Linked DNA regions of Mus musculus: region 1 is linked to region 2. A link is a contact called in public promoter capture Hi-C data. All regions are on one chromosome and are shown on one strand. Each heading gives the region's core, a stretch centred on a gene start, on an enhancer-like site or on the middle of the called end of the contact. The rest is flanking DNA. Distances are from core to core; before and after follow the strand shown.

Evidence for each region. Promoter capture Hi-C pulls out the DNA fragments that hold promoters and counts their contacts.
Region 1: a promoter capture Hi-C map of liver shows a contact between it and region 2, with 1.7 times the contacts expected there. The contact joins two enhancer-like sites. A contact is called at or near these places in 1 of 39 promoter capture datasets (liver), 3 of 115 datasets of contacts at active chromatin or transcription factors (bone marrow-derived macrophages, embryonic stem cells and pancreatic cancer cells) and 1 of 9 other capture datasets (adipose tissue).

The regions. Positions count from the first base shown.
Region 1 is chr2:33,440,799-33,446,453 of GRCm38.p6, forward strand. No RefSeq gene overlaps it. Among named protein-coding and RNA genes, the nearest start is that of Zbtb34, 12 kb to the left of the region's middle. Within about 2 kb of position 3,798, at least 84 of the 459 cell types and tissues checked have an H3K27ac peak or open chromatin away from gene starts, as enhancers often do. A contact at or near this core is called in liver, where this site is marked.
Region 2 is chr2:33,233,740-33,239,881 of GRCm38.p6, forward strand. All of the region lies in intron 8 of Ralgps1 (Ral GEF with PH domain and SH3 binding motif 1), which reads right to left. The region is part of intron 2 of Angptl2 (angiopoietin-like 2); the gene reads left to right. Among named protein-coding and RNA genes, the nearest start is that of Angptl2, 21 kb to the left of the region's middle. Within about 2 kb of position 4,027, at least 4 of the 459 cell types and tissues checked have an H3K27ac peak or open chromatin away from gene starts, as enhancers often do. A contact at or near this core is called in liver, where this site is marked.

The DNA.
Region 1 (5,655 bases), core at 2,548-5,047, 210 kb after region 2:
TCCACCAGGCTCATCTTCTTTCTGACAGCTCAAATCATCGCTTACTAAATCGGCTCCTTGATCTTCAGCCTGCAATCTGCTTCAGGTCATGGCCTTGCACAACATCAGGGTGTGAGGATGGTGAACTTGGGTTACTTTAGGATTCTGGATTGGCCATGTACTTCGGTGTCTGAGCCTCAGTTTCCCTTTGCTTTCAAGCTGAGTTGTAGTAAAAGGTCTACTGAGTTATCACAGGTAAAGAAGAGGGACAAGAGCATGGCCCAGCATGCGCAGCAGGAGATGCTCGTTGCCATGGTAACCCCACTTCCTTTCCCCATTAGGTTCCCACAGCTACTTTCAAGCCTCCCACTTCCAGGTTTCTCCTTCACACCACTCCCTCTGGGGAGGATGTATCTTTTTCACTTCAGTTCAGATTCTGCAGGCTAGAGCCTCATCCAGCACCCCGAATGCTCCACCCTGCTCCACCCTTAGTCCCTAGCATTAGTGTGCTCCAGCCTAATCTCTCTAGGGAATAAAACCTAGAACTGCAGGGGCCTTAAAATACACCAATTAGGGGGCTGGAGAGATGGCTCGGCGGGTAAGAACACTGATTGCTCTTCCAAAGGTCCTGAGTTCAAATCCCAGCAACCACATGGTGGCTCACAACCATCCGCAACAAGATCTGACGCCCTCTTCTGGTGTGTCTGAAGACAGATACAGTGTACTTAAATATAATAATAAATACATCAATTGATTGATACATCCCAGTGCCTGGAGTCATATTTAGTGTTAGTCTCTGTCTATGTCAATCTCTGAGACAGGTCTACAGGGTCTACCTGTAGCCCAGGCTAGAGTCAAATGCATGATCTTCATACCTCAGCCTCTGAAGCAAGTAGGGTTGCAGGTGGCTACCATGTCTGGCTTGGTATTAGATACTTCTATAGTTTTTTGTTTGTTCCTAAAGCACAATTCTACCTCCTAGATATAGCATCCTTTGGGAGCCTGACTTATTTTTTATTTTATTTTTGATTTTTCAAGACAGGTTTTCTCTGTATAGCCCTGGCTGTCCTGGAACTCACTTTGTAGACCAGGCTGGCCTCGAACTCAGAAATCCACCTGCCTCTGTCTCCCGAGTGCTGAGATTAAAGGCGTGCACTACCACACCTGGCCTAATTTATTTTAAAATAAATAAATACTGACTTATTTTGTAATTTGTATGTTCTTCTGGTGAATTCCACAAGGATGGAATATGGAAAAGCCTAATAAGGTAGGACATGCCTGTAACATACCTGTAATATACCTGTAAATACTTGTAATTCTAGTGCTTTGGAGAGACAGGCAGGAGGATCAGAAGTTCAAGGCCAGCTTTAGCATCACACAAGCTCAAAGACATCCTGGGCCACAAGAGTCTCTGCCTTATGGTTTTTTTGTTTTTGTTTTTGGTTTTTAAAAGATGTTGGGGCTGGGCAGTGGTGGCACACGCCTTTAATCCCAGCACTTGGGAGGCAGAGACAAGCGGATTTCTGAGTTTGAAGCCAGCCTGGTCTACAGAGTGAGTTTAAGGACAACCAAGGCTACACAGAGAAACCCTGTCTCGAAAAACCAAAAAAAAAAAAAAAAAAGGTGTTGGGACTGGGCTGGAGCAGTGGCTCAGCAGTTAGAGCACTTGATGCTCTTGCAAGGGACTGGGTTTGTTTCAGAGTTACCCACATTGGGTCACTCATAGCAGCTCCAGGGGCTGGCCTGATGGCCTCAGAGAGCATCTGCATGCACTTGGTGTGCATTCATACACTCAGGCTGAAATAAAATAAATAAACTGAGGTGAGAAAATTCTGAGAGGCAGAAACAGGAATGGCCATGTGGAATTTTCATCCTTTCTGCCCTGAGTGATGGTTAACGTTGAGTTGACTAAAAATGAAATAAAATAAAGTTTTGGTTTTTTTTTGTTTGTTTGTTTGTTTGTTTGTTTTCTAGCATGAGGGTAGCTATCCAGCGGTCACAGGAAGTGGCTCTAACTCAGGTCTTTTGAGGGCAGTGAAGCATGGTTGCTGAGATCCTCGCCACTGCTAAGAGTCTGCCAGTTGCCACCCACAGTCAGCTTTGTTTGAGGACTATTCTCTTGAGTTGACGGTTAGATCTATTTATAGGTCTGGATTGGAAATGTTTAGCTAACTGAGGAACATACACAGAGCAAATGGCCAATCAGAAAACGCCCATTTCTTGGTCTACTGGAGTGATGTTTATAACCTCCAAAGATATCACCATCTGCAGGCCTGACCCTGGGCCAAAGCAGGAGCTCTGTAAAGATTTGGTAAGCTGGGCTTTCCTATAGTCCCACCTATTTGGGAGGCTGAGGCAGGAGGATCACTTTTTTTTTTTTTTTTTTTTTTTGAGACAGGGTTTCTCTGTGTAGCCCTGGCTATCCTGGAACTCACTCTGTAGACCAGGCTGGCCTCGAACTCAGAAATCCGCCTGCCTCTGCCTCCCAAAGGAGGATCACTTTAACACAGAAATTTAAAGTTGCCCCAGGCAACATAGTGAGAAAAAGTCTCGAAAAGGGATGTGGCTCAATTGGTAGAGTGATTCTCTAGCCTTCAGACAAGGTCCCAGGTTTGGTTCCCAGCAGCAAATAAACCAGGCACCACAGTGCATCCCTGTAACTACAGACAGCTAAGGAGGCAGAGGCAAGAGGACCAGAAGCTACAGGTTGTCTCTGGCTATATAACAAGACCGAGGTGAGCCTGAGCTACCGGAGACCCTGCCTTAGAGAAAAAAAATAAATCAATAGTAAGTAAGACGGTAAAGGACCTGTGTACAGAGTGAGTTCCAGGACAGCCAGGACTACACAGAGAAACCTGTCTCGGAACAACAACAACACGATAAAGGAGTGAGTTTTTAAACCTCAGAATGGACCCTGGATACTGTGATACATACTGCAGAGGGTTTGACATGTCCTCAGTGATAATGCTAGTCAACTGGATGGGTTTTTGTTTGTTTATTTATTTTTTTTTTATCATTGCTGATTTTGTAGCAGTGTTTTGACATTTAAAATTGTGTGTGTGGCCGGGGCGGTGGTGGCATATGCCTTTAATCCCAGCACTTGGGGGGCAGAGGCAGGTGGATTTCTGAGTTTTAGGCCAGCCTGGTCTACAAAGTGAATTCTAGGACAGCCAGGGCTACACAGAGAAACCCTGTCTCAAAACAAACAAACAAACAAACAAAAAAATGTGTGTGTGTGCAGGTGCACATGTCTATGTGGGTGGAGGCCAGAGGTCAACCTCAGGTGTCATTCCTTAAGTACCATTGACCTAGTTTTGTTTTATTTTGTTTTGTTTTTTGAGACAGGGAAGGCGTAGAGCTTGCCAATTAGGCCAGGCTGGCTGGCCAGACAACAAGCCCTAGTGTTGTACCTGTCTTTACCTCTCCAGTGCTGGCTTTTTCTTTTCTTTCTTTATCCTTTTGTCCCATGGGCTCTGGGGATTAAACTTATAGGGCAAGCATCTTACTGTCTGGGGTATCTACCCCCCCCCCCCCCGCCCCCAGCCCGGAGACAGTAAAGTTTTCTTGATTCAGCTGATCATCATGTGGTGGGGAGGAGGCTCTGTAAAATATTCTAATATCTGGAGTGATCCCTCTGCATGGGAAGAGTGGGAACAATTGCCCAATTGCCTGATGCTTCTCTGGCCGCTCCCAGAGGAGCTGTAGGACACTGCCTTGGCCTGGCTCCAGTGCGAATGAGTCACGGTCCTCACAGTTGCCTCTTCTAATTTCAGGCACTCAGAAAAAGCCTGCCGTGCCCCCTCCAGAGGCAATCCACAAGCAACACAGTTTCCACTGCACGTGCTATCCCTCACAGGTCCCTGGCTGGCCCAGATTCCCTGCTTTCCAGTATAAACACTCTTTCATTGCTTAAAGGCCAGATTGGGAGAAAACACAATTTGAAAGGGATCCAAAACTAACTTTTGACTCTTGATCAGTTGCCTCAAGTTTTAGGGTTGGATGAAGAACCAAATAACAGGCAAATAAATACCTGCTTCAAAAGGTGCCAAAGTCTCTCTGGAAGTACGCTTTTTCTACTCAAATTTCCAGCAGAGATGAACAGTTAACATCCCCTGCCCCCATTTTTTTTTTTTAATTTTTTTTTAATTTTTGGCTTTTTGAGACAAGATTTCTCTGAGTATGGCTGTTCTGGAACTCTCTTTGTAGACCAGCAGGCTGACCTTGAACTCTCAGGGTTGGAGTGTAGGGATTAAAGGCTTGCACCAGGACCACCCTGTTAGGGTGTGTCCTTTTTTTTTTATAGCAACCCTGGCCTCTTCTGCCTGACTGTACTTAAACCAGAATCCTCAGGAACCACTAACCTTGTTTTCAAGAGAGTTCTCTCATTGCCTTAGGTCAGCTGGCCAGACATGCCTGTCTCTACCTCCCCAGTGCTGGAATTTCTTTTTCCCATTCCTTCCCCTCCTCCACTCCCAGGTGAGGTTCTGGGGATCAAACACAGGTCCTAATATCTCTAAGGCAAGCACCCGACTGACTGGCATCTCCCCAGTTTAGTAGCAAAATGACATGTTCTGGTATGAAATCTTCCATTAGAATTCTCAGCCAGCAGGAATTCCAGAGACTTCCTATGTTTATCAGGTGCCATGTTTTCTAAGAAAGGTGTTTGGCTCCAGTGCTGGGAACTCAGTCCCACCAGAGTCACATCCTCAACCCTCCCCCCCCCCCCCCCCCCGCAAGGTTTTTTTGTTTGTTTGTTTTTGTTTTGTTTTTCGAGACAGGGTTTCTCTGTATAGCTCTCTGTCCTGGAACTCACTCTGTAGACCAGGCTGGCCCAGAACTCAGAAATCGACCTGCTTCTGCCTCCCAAGTGCTAGGATTAAAGGCATGTGCCACCAAAGCCTGGCTCAAAAAAATTTTAAAAACAAACAAACAAACAAACAAACAAAAAGGTTATGAGAGCAGGCATGGCCAGGGCTACACAGAGAATCCCTGTTTTGAAAAACAAAACAAAAACAGTGTACGGTAGTAACTGGTGAATGAATACCACACAGCTCATCTGTACTTAGAAAAGATAAATAAGAAGATAGCTGGCAGCATGTATTAGCTGTGAGTCAGAACTGTGCCAGGGGTGGCCATTCGGAGATGACTACAGTGTGGCTTCTCAGGTGTGGTGGCACACACAGGCAATCTCAGCTACTGGATACGGAGGCAGGGTTAGAGAAGGTTCAAGGCCAGCCAGGCAACTTGGCGAGATTCTGTTTCAAAATGCCAAGGGGAGGGGCTGGGGATGCTCTTTGGTAGGAGCGCTTTTCTAGACTATCAGGCCCAGGGGTTGATCTCTAACTCCAAAATAAATAAATAAATAAATAAATAAATAAATAAATAAATAAATAAATAAATAACAAGGACTGCTCATGTTCCTGTTGTCCTGCCAGGGCCATGGGTGCAGGAGGATGAGGAGTGGGTGACCTCTAAAGACTGCAGTTCAGTGACAAGTGCCACCATAGGCTGACGCTCAAAGTGCAATGGGATCACTGAAAGTGGTGTGGACTTTGGGGGCCCTTGCAGAGTGGGGTGTCAGATAGAAAAGAACCTTCTAGGGTGCTGGAGAGATGGTTTAGCAGTTAAGAGCACTGACTGCTCTGTCAGAGGTCCTGAGTTCAATTCCCAGCAACC
Region 2 (6,142 bases), core at 2,777-5,276:
TCTGGACTGTGTGTGTTTTCCCCTGTACTATACTTGCTTTTTCCTAAAATGTTTTCTTAAATGAGTTAAGATTTCCAAAACCCATTACGGCCGACATTTCAAAGAACATTCCTTGTTAGTTTCTTCCTAAACAAAAGCCACTAGAGGCAGGCGGTTCCGGGGCCATCTTCCTTGCAACCCCACCCCCAGAGGTCTGTGGAATTGATCACAAAGGGCCTTTGAGTGTGGCTCATAGCTATCCCTCCACCCCTCAGGCCTCGTTCCAAGGATGACAGTGGCTAAAGGCCCTGGCTATTTGCAGGAGATAAACTATCAACTTTGTGGCTGTTAGAAGTTAGACATCTGGCATCTCAGGGCATGGGAATCCCAATAGTTTGGCATTTGGCAAGCCAGAAGTATTCGAGAAAATCCTGGAGACTGGGCTTCGGTGGCCAACTTGTAGCTACACAGATGGATCAATCACTGTGGTGAATTTACTTGGTTGCCTCTACAGTACAGTCACAGCAGGCTGCCAAATTCCTTTTTGAAAAGAGAAAGCAGAACTAGCTAGCTAGTACTGTCCCGCTGGTATCTAAACCATCACGCTCACTAAGCTTGCCGGCCAAGGCATATGATGAAGGAAATGGCAGACACTTGTTAAGGAGGGCTGAGAGACCTGCTCATGGGTCACAGAGAGGGTTCCTTCCTGACTGCCCATCAACTTCAGTGTCCCAGGGGTGACTGGGTCCAGAGTGCCTTGGCAAAACCTGAATCTCAGAGGAGATGGAGTGCTGACCCCAAGCACATGTGTCACCCGTGCTCTCTTCTTAAGTCATCCTGACCTCTTTAGATACAATATTTTAAGATTTTGTATACACAGAATAAATTGATAGGAAAAATCAAATACTATTTTAAATGACAAAGACAGTAATTAATTTCTTTTCCTTTTATGTTGAGATTGAGTGGCCTATGTGATTTTCTTAGGGGTAGTTTCTAAAAGACCACCAACGGCCAGCACGTGGTACTACTCTGACACTCAGGGCCTCCACTGCACACGGTCTGCTACAGACATTCCCACAGAAATGATTTTGTTTTAAGGTTTGCTTTGGATACAGATGACCATCTGCCATGGAGGCCTCTGCTTTTCAGGTTCTCGAGCTGAGAGAGCTATAACTTACTACGCTCATGTGAAGATGCACAGGTGGCAGGTGGACTGGGGAAGGACTTTTACCTGTCTGCTTACCACAGACTCACTGCCCTGAGAGGTGCCTGCTCCCACAAGAGCCCACTGCCATCTGCTGGGGACAGACCTCACACAACCCTGATGCGTGGTAACAAGACAATGAAGGGAGGAGTCTGGTGCCAGAGTCAGCTGTCAGCACCAGTGCCAGATCTCTGAGCCCAAGCTGCCTTTGAATCTGGGGCTCTGAGGAAAAGGTGAAATGGCCTAGGAGGCAGATGTCTGGTTACCTGGTGACAGGCTCTCTGAGATGTGGAGCAGACGCTCATGCTATACTCCAACAGGAATATATACAAAGGCTTTTGAGAAGCCTAGGCAGGATGAAGACGTCCTGGAGATGGGAAAGGCTTTCTAGAGGTGACAAGGCCCTGCAGGGCTGAAGCCCTGCAAATCTGCTCTCAGCCATGGTCAGCAACTGTCAGGAAACCATAAAGACCAGGCTCAGTGCTAGGCAAATGTCCTGTTGCAGACAGAGAAAAAGGCCAAAATGCCACAAATTACATGCCAAGTGGCTTGCGGTCCAGCTCCAGAGTAAAATGGCAGACCAGAGGCTAAAGAGAGCCTTGTGAGCATGTGAGAGATAAAAAGGTAACAGGGAAAGCCAACAGAGGTTCCTTAAGAAGAGCAATGAAGCTGCTCCCTTCCTCTCAAAGTGTCCATAGACTGGCTGACCACAGGAGCACCAGCCACTTGCTAAGCATTTGTGGACTGAGAGTCCTGGGTCTGATCAGTTCTTCTGTGGTGTCTGCACTTAGCCTTCATCCGATCTGTGCCTACCTCACCCAGGCAGCCCTGGAGGCTACCAACAGCAACACCAGGGAAGGAGGCTCGACTCCAGCCCTGGAGCACAGAGGGCTGCTCAGCTCTACACAGTAAGGTTTCCAGGACCCTGCTAGCCTAAACATTGTTCTCTTTCTCTCTCTTTTTTCCCCTATGGTGTTGGTGGTTGAACCCAGGGCCCAGAGAATGACAAGCAAGAGCTCTGCCTCAGAGCTCCACCCCCAGCCCCACCCCTTTCCTAAGCCATTTAAAACTCCCATTTCTCCTGCCTAGCTGCCTGCTGGAAACCTGAGTGGGCGCATGCTTCCCGGCCTGCAACAACTAACACTGAGCACTTTAGTAGAGCAGTAGTATTTATTTTGAGGTCAGGCAGGCAGGCTGGGGCCCGGCAAGCCCTTCATGGGCCCTAAGAGCTCTTGGGAGAGCTGGAGCTGTATCAGATGCACTCAAGCCCCCTCGCCTCACACAGCCAATATAAGTTTTACTGTAACAATTTTGAAAGGAGTTGAATAATTCTGCTTTTGAAATTATTTGGCCAGCAGTAACCCAATTAATTTATGGTTGGCTCTGATTTCTCAGCAACATCAGGCATGCTCAGGAATTCTTGGGAAGTGAGAAAAATCTAACCTACAAATTGTTTCAAAGTAATAACATCTTTTATGGAGGTGAAAGTTACCAATCAGTGAACCCGATGGATGGTTGATACACTTTGTGGACATTTAATCACAGGCTAATGAATTTTTATTTCGTAGTTTTCTTTTCCCATCTGAGAGCCAGTGAGATTTTGTTTTAGGTTTCAAACATCATAATGAATCCCTCCAAGCTCGCTCTCTGCCCAAGGCCCTCAGTGCTGAGGACAGACTAAGATTGTGCACATCCCCACGCAAGGAAGAGACAACACACACACACTGCCAACACTTGGCAACCTGCAAACGAGTCCTGCAGTTGGGCCACTACTTGTACTCTGCTTCACCAAAAGGTAGCCATTGACATAGACAAGACTTTTGCCAAATTTACTGAAAAGTGAGACTCAAGAATTATCAGATAAAATTGCTCCTTATGTCCTTTTACAGGGTCTGACTTCAGGCCTGCCTGTTCAGGACACCCAGGGGCCTGCCACTGGCCAGGGTGGGTCACACCTACGAAGTACATTTGCCCTGGCATTAAATGGATAAATTTGAGTAGGACATTCCAGATCCAATTTTACATCTAGTCCTTTCTGTTGGCAAACAGATTTCACGGGCACAGACCATTAATGAGAACTGACAGGGTTCTCACACAAGGAAGGTGTCTTAATGTCTAGGGAGACAGGAGGATTAAAGCCCTCTATTCAGCCTAAGGCCACCACGCCCTGAGGCTCAGAGGCTGAGGAGAGGAGCCACACCTGCTGGCCAGCACTGAAGCCCTGCTTCTTACCTCGCCCTTCAGGTGAGCTGATGTAGTGTTGCCCCTGCCTCATCAGGACCAGCTACAGGGCCTGGGCCAATCCAGCCGAGGCTGCTCATCCTCAGGTCTCAGAGAGGACACACAAGATAATAGTACACTTGAGTCTAGCCTGGCTGCCAGGCTCAACTTGCCTTTACCAGGAAGACAACCAATGAAGTGCTCCCTGTTTTTCATGGAGGCTCTGTGCCTTGTACCTGTGATGTCTCCATCAGAAATGCCAGAGGAGAGATCACGAAGTGGACCGCTGCCTTCAATCAACCCTAGCTGATTGCTGAGAAACCAGAACCAAATTAATTGAGTTACTCCAGTCCAAATAATTTCAAAATTCCCAAGGCTGATCCCAGAGTACCAAGGCCTAAGGCTTGCTGCATATCTTGTGTCCCTCCCCCATCCTCGGCCTCAATCCTGTGCCTTTCCTGCACTGCTGTCTCTCTCGAGGGAACCACACAGATCTGCTTGCCATGGTAGCCGAACTGCTCTTCATGTGGAACATTCTGACTACGGTGTAAATATGGTCTTTATAGAGGTGAGCCTGGGTGCTGCCGAGTTAGTGTTGGCCTGGTTCTGCGGGCAGAGCTACCTCTCAGAAGGGGAGCCAAGGCAAACACCACTGTGCACTCGCTCTGTGCCAGAAGATGCTTTGCCCACTGCACTTTGAACACTCAGCTATACTCAACAAAAAAGATTCTCATTTTCTACTGCAGTGCAGCTCTGTAGCCTCCACTGATTCTGACATCTAAAGTGTGCCTAGTGGAAAATACTTATTAATAGACATAGACACATGAATAGATACACACACGCACACACACACTGTGGACATGCATGTGTGTATTATAATATATACATAGTTTTGGAACTTCGAGAGCAAGCAGCATGTGTATCTCAAGGAAGGAGCTGAGCACTTCCAACATATCAAGCTTGCTTGCATCTAAGGGGAGAAAGACTTAATCTAACCCCTGACCTGAGATCTGCAGGATGGTTAGTGTTCTTTCCCTATGTCACAGCAGTAAAACTGAGGCAGGGACCTGCCTAGAGTTACACAGTGAGTAAGAAAAGCCACCAAGATTTGACCCCAGCACCTCCAACAAAGTATCAGTAGTCTTTCTCCAACCATATACTACTCCAGCCCCAGAATCTTTACCAAAAGTTGAATTCTCTGCTTGGCCCTTTGTGGCATTATCCAAGGGTAATGCTAACAGATTCGTCCCAAGTTATTTATATGGTACAGTGTTGGATCCCCATTGCATTATTTATATGCCCCACAGATTGGTCCCTGCCCCATCCCTCTTACACAAAGGCTTCTCATCTCAGCAGGGTGTTGGTACCATGTTCTCAATGCAATCTAAAATTCGAACTGACTTTCACCTGCTGTTTATACTGATCATTTTGCCTCTCACTTACATTAAGAAAGGGGATGTGTTTGAGTGTGGCGATCTGTGAGGCTTCCGAGAGAGCCTCAGCCATTTAACGAAGCTGATGGCAGAAACATGAATGCTTCTACATCATTTCAAACTACTCCACAATTCTAGAAGGCCTTACACAATGACCAGATTTGCCACATACACACAGAGGAAACTTCAACATCATAAAACACCAAAATAGGCAAAGGACAGAGTAAGTAAACATAGGGGGGACAAAATAAGACAAGACAAAACCCGAATTACCAACAAAGACAAAAATAAAGGGGTTTAACAACCTGACAGATAAAGTCATCAGTATGCCAAGACCAGAGCCAGGCCTCTGTTCTCAAGGCCACACTGGCTGGGGAGAAATAACAGTGCATCAGAGTGAACACATTCCTAAACAGATCATTTGAGGTATTAGACCACTCTGCCTCCAAGGGCCATGTAGCTCTGGGGTGTCCCCTAAGGTCTGTGGGTTCAGACCTCCTCATCTGTAAATGAGGCAGTTACAACTACCTACCAGGAGCATGGGAAGAATCAGCAGTGTAAATACCTAAGCAAGGCCTGTGACAGACTGGGGCCTCGGCAAAAGCCATGTGAAGATTCCAATGCCAAGTTATTGCTGCTACTTCTGCAGACAGGCCTTTCTCAGAGTGAGGCATTCTCACCTGGGCCTCAAGAGTCTGCTTACCCTCTGAAGCATGTCCAAAACCAGTACAAGCCTGCATTCTTCTTTCAATAAATTATTTATTGTATATGTATGTGTGTGTGTGTGTGAGAGAGAGAGAGAGAGAGAGATATTTGTTTTGTATCTCTGTGTGTTTTTGTACTGTGTATAATATTTATATGTATTTACACGTGTGGGTACAGGTATATGAGTGTCATGGCATGCATGTGGTAGTCAGATGACATGCTAACACACTGCCCGAAACAGGTCTCTCTTGGGTGCCAGGTCACTGTGGATGCCAGGCTAGCTGGTCCCCAAGCTTGAGGGGCCTCTCCTGTCTCTATCTTGTATCTTGCTGTAGGAGCGCTGAGATCATGGGAGCACACTGTCACAAGGCTGTGCAATGGGTCTGGGGACTGAATTAGGGCCTCACGCTGGACAGCAGGCTCTTTACCTCCTGAGCCATCCCCAGGCCTTTCTAAAATTATCACTGCTTAAAATATTTTAGTACTAAAGACCTCAAATCATTCTAAAATACTTATCCTAAAAAAAATCTAAATAAAATTTTTTAAAAAGTAAAGCCCATTTTCAAGAATACCAGAGGCATTCCACAATGAACTGTGGAAG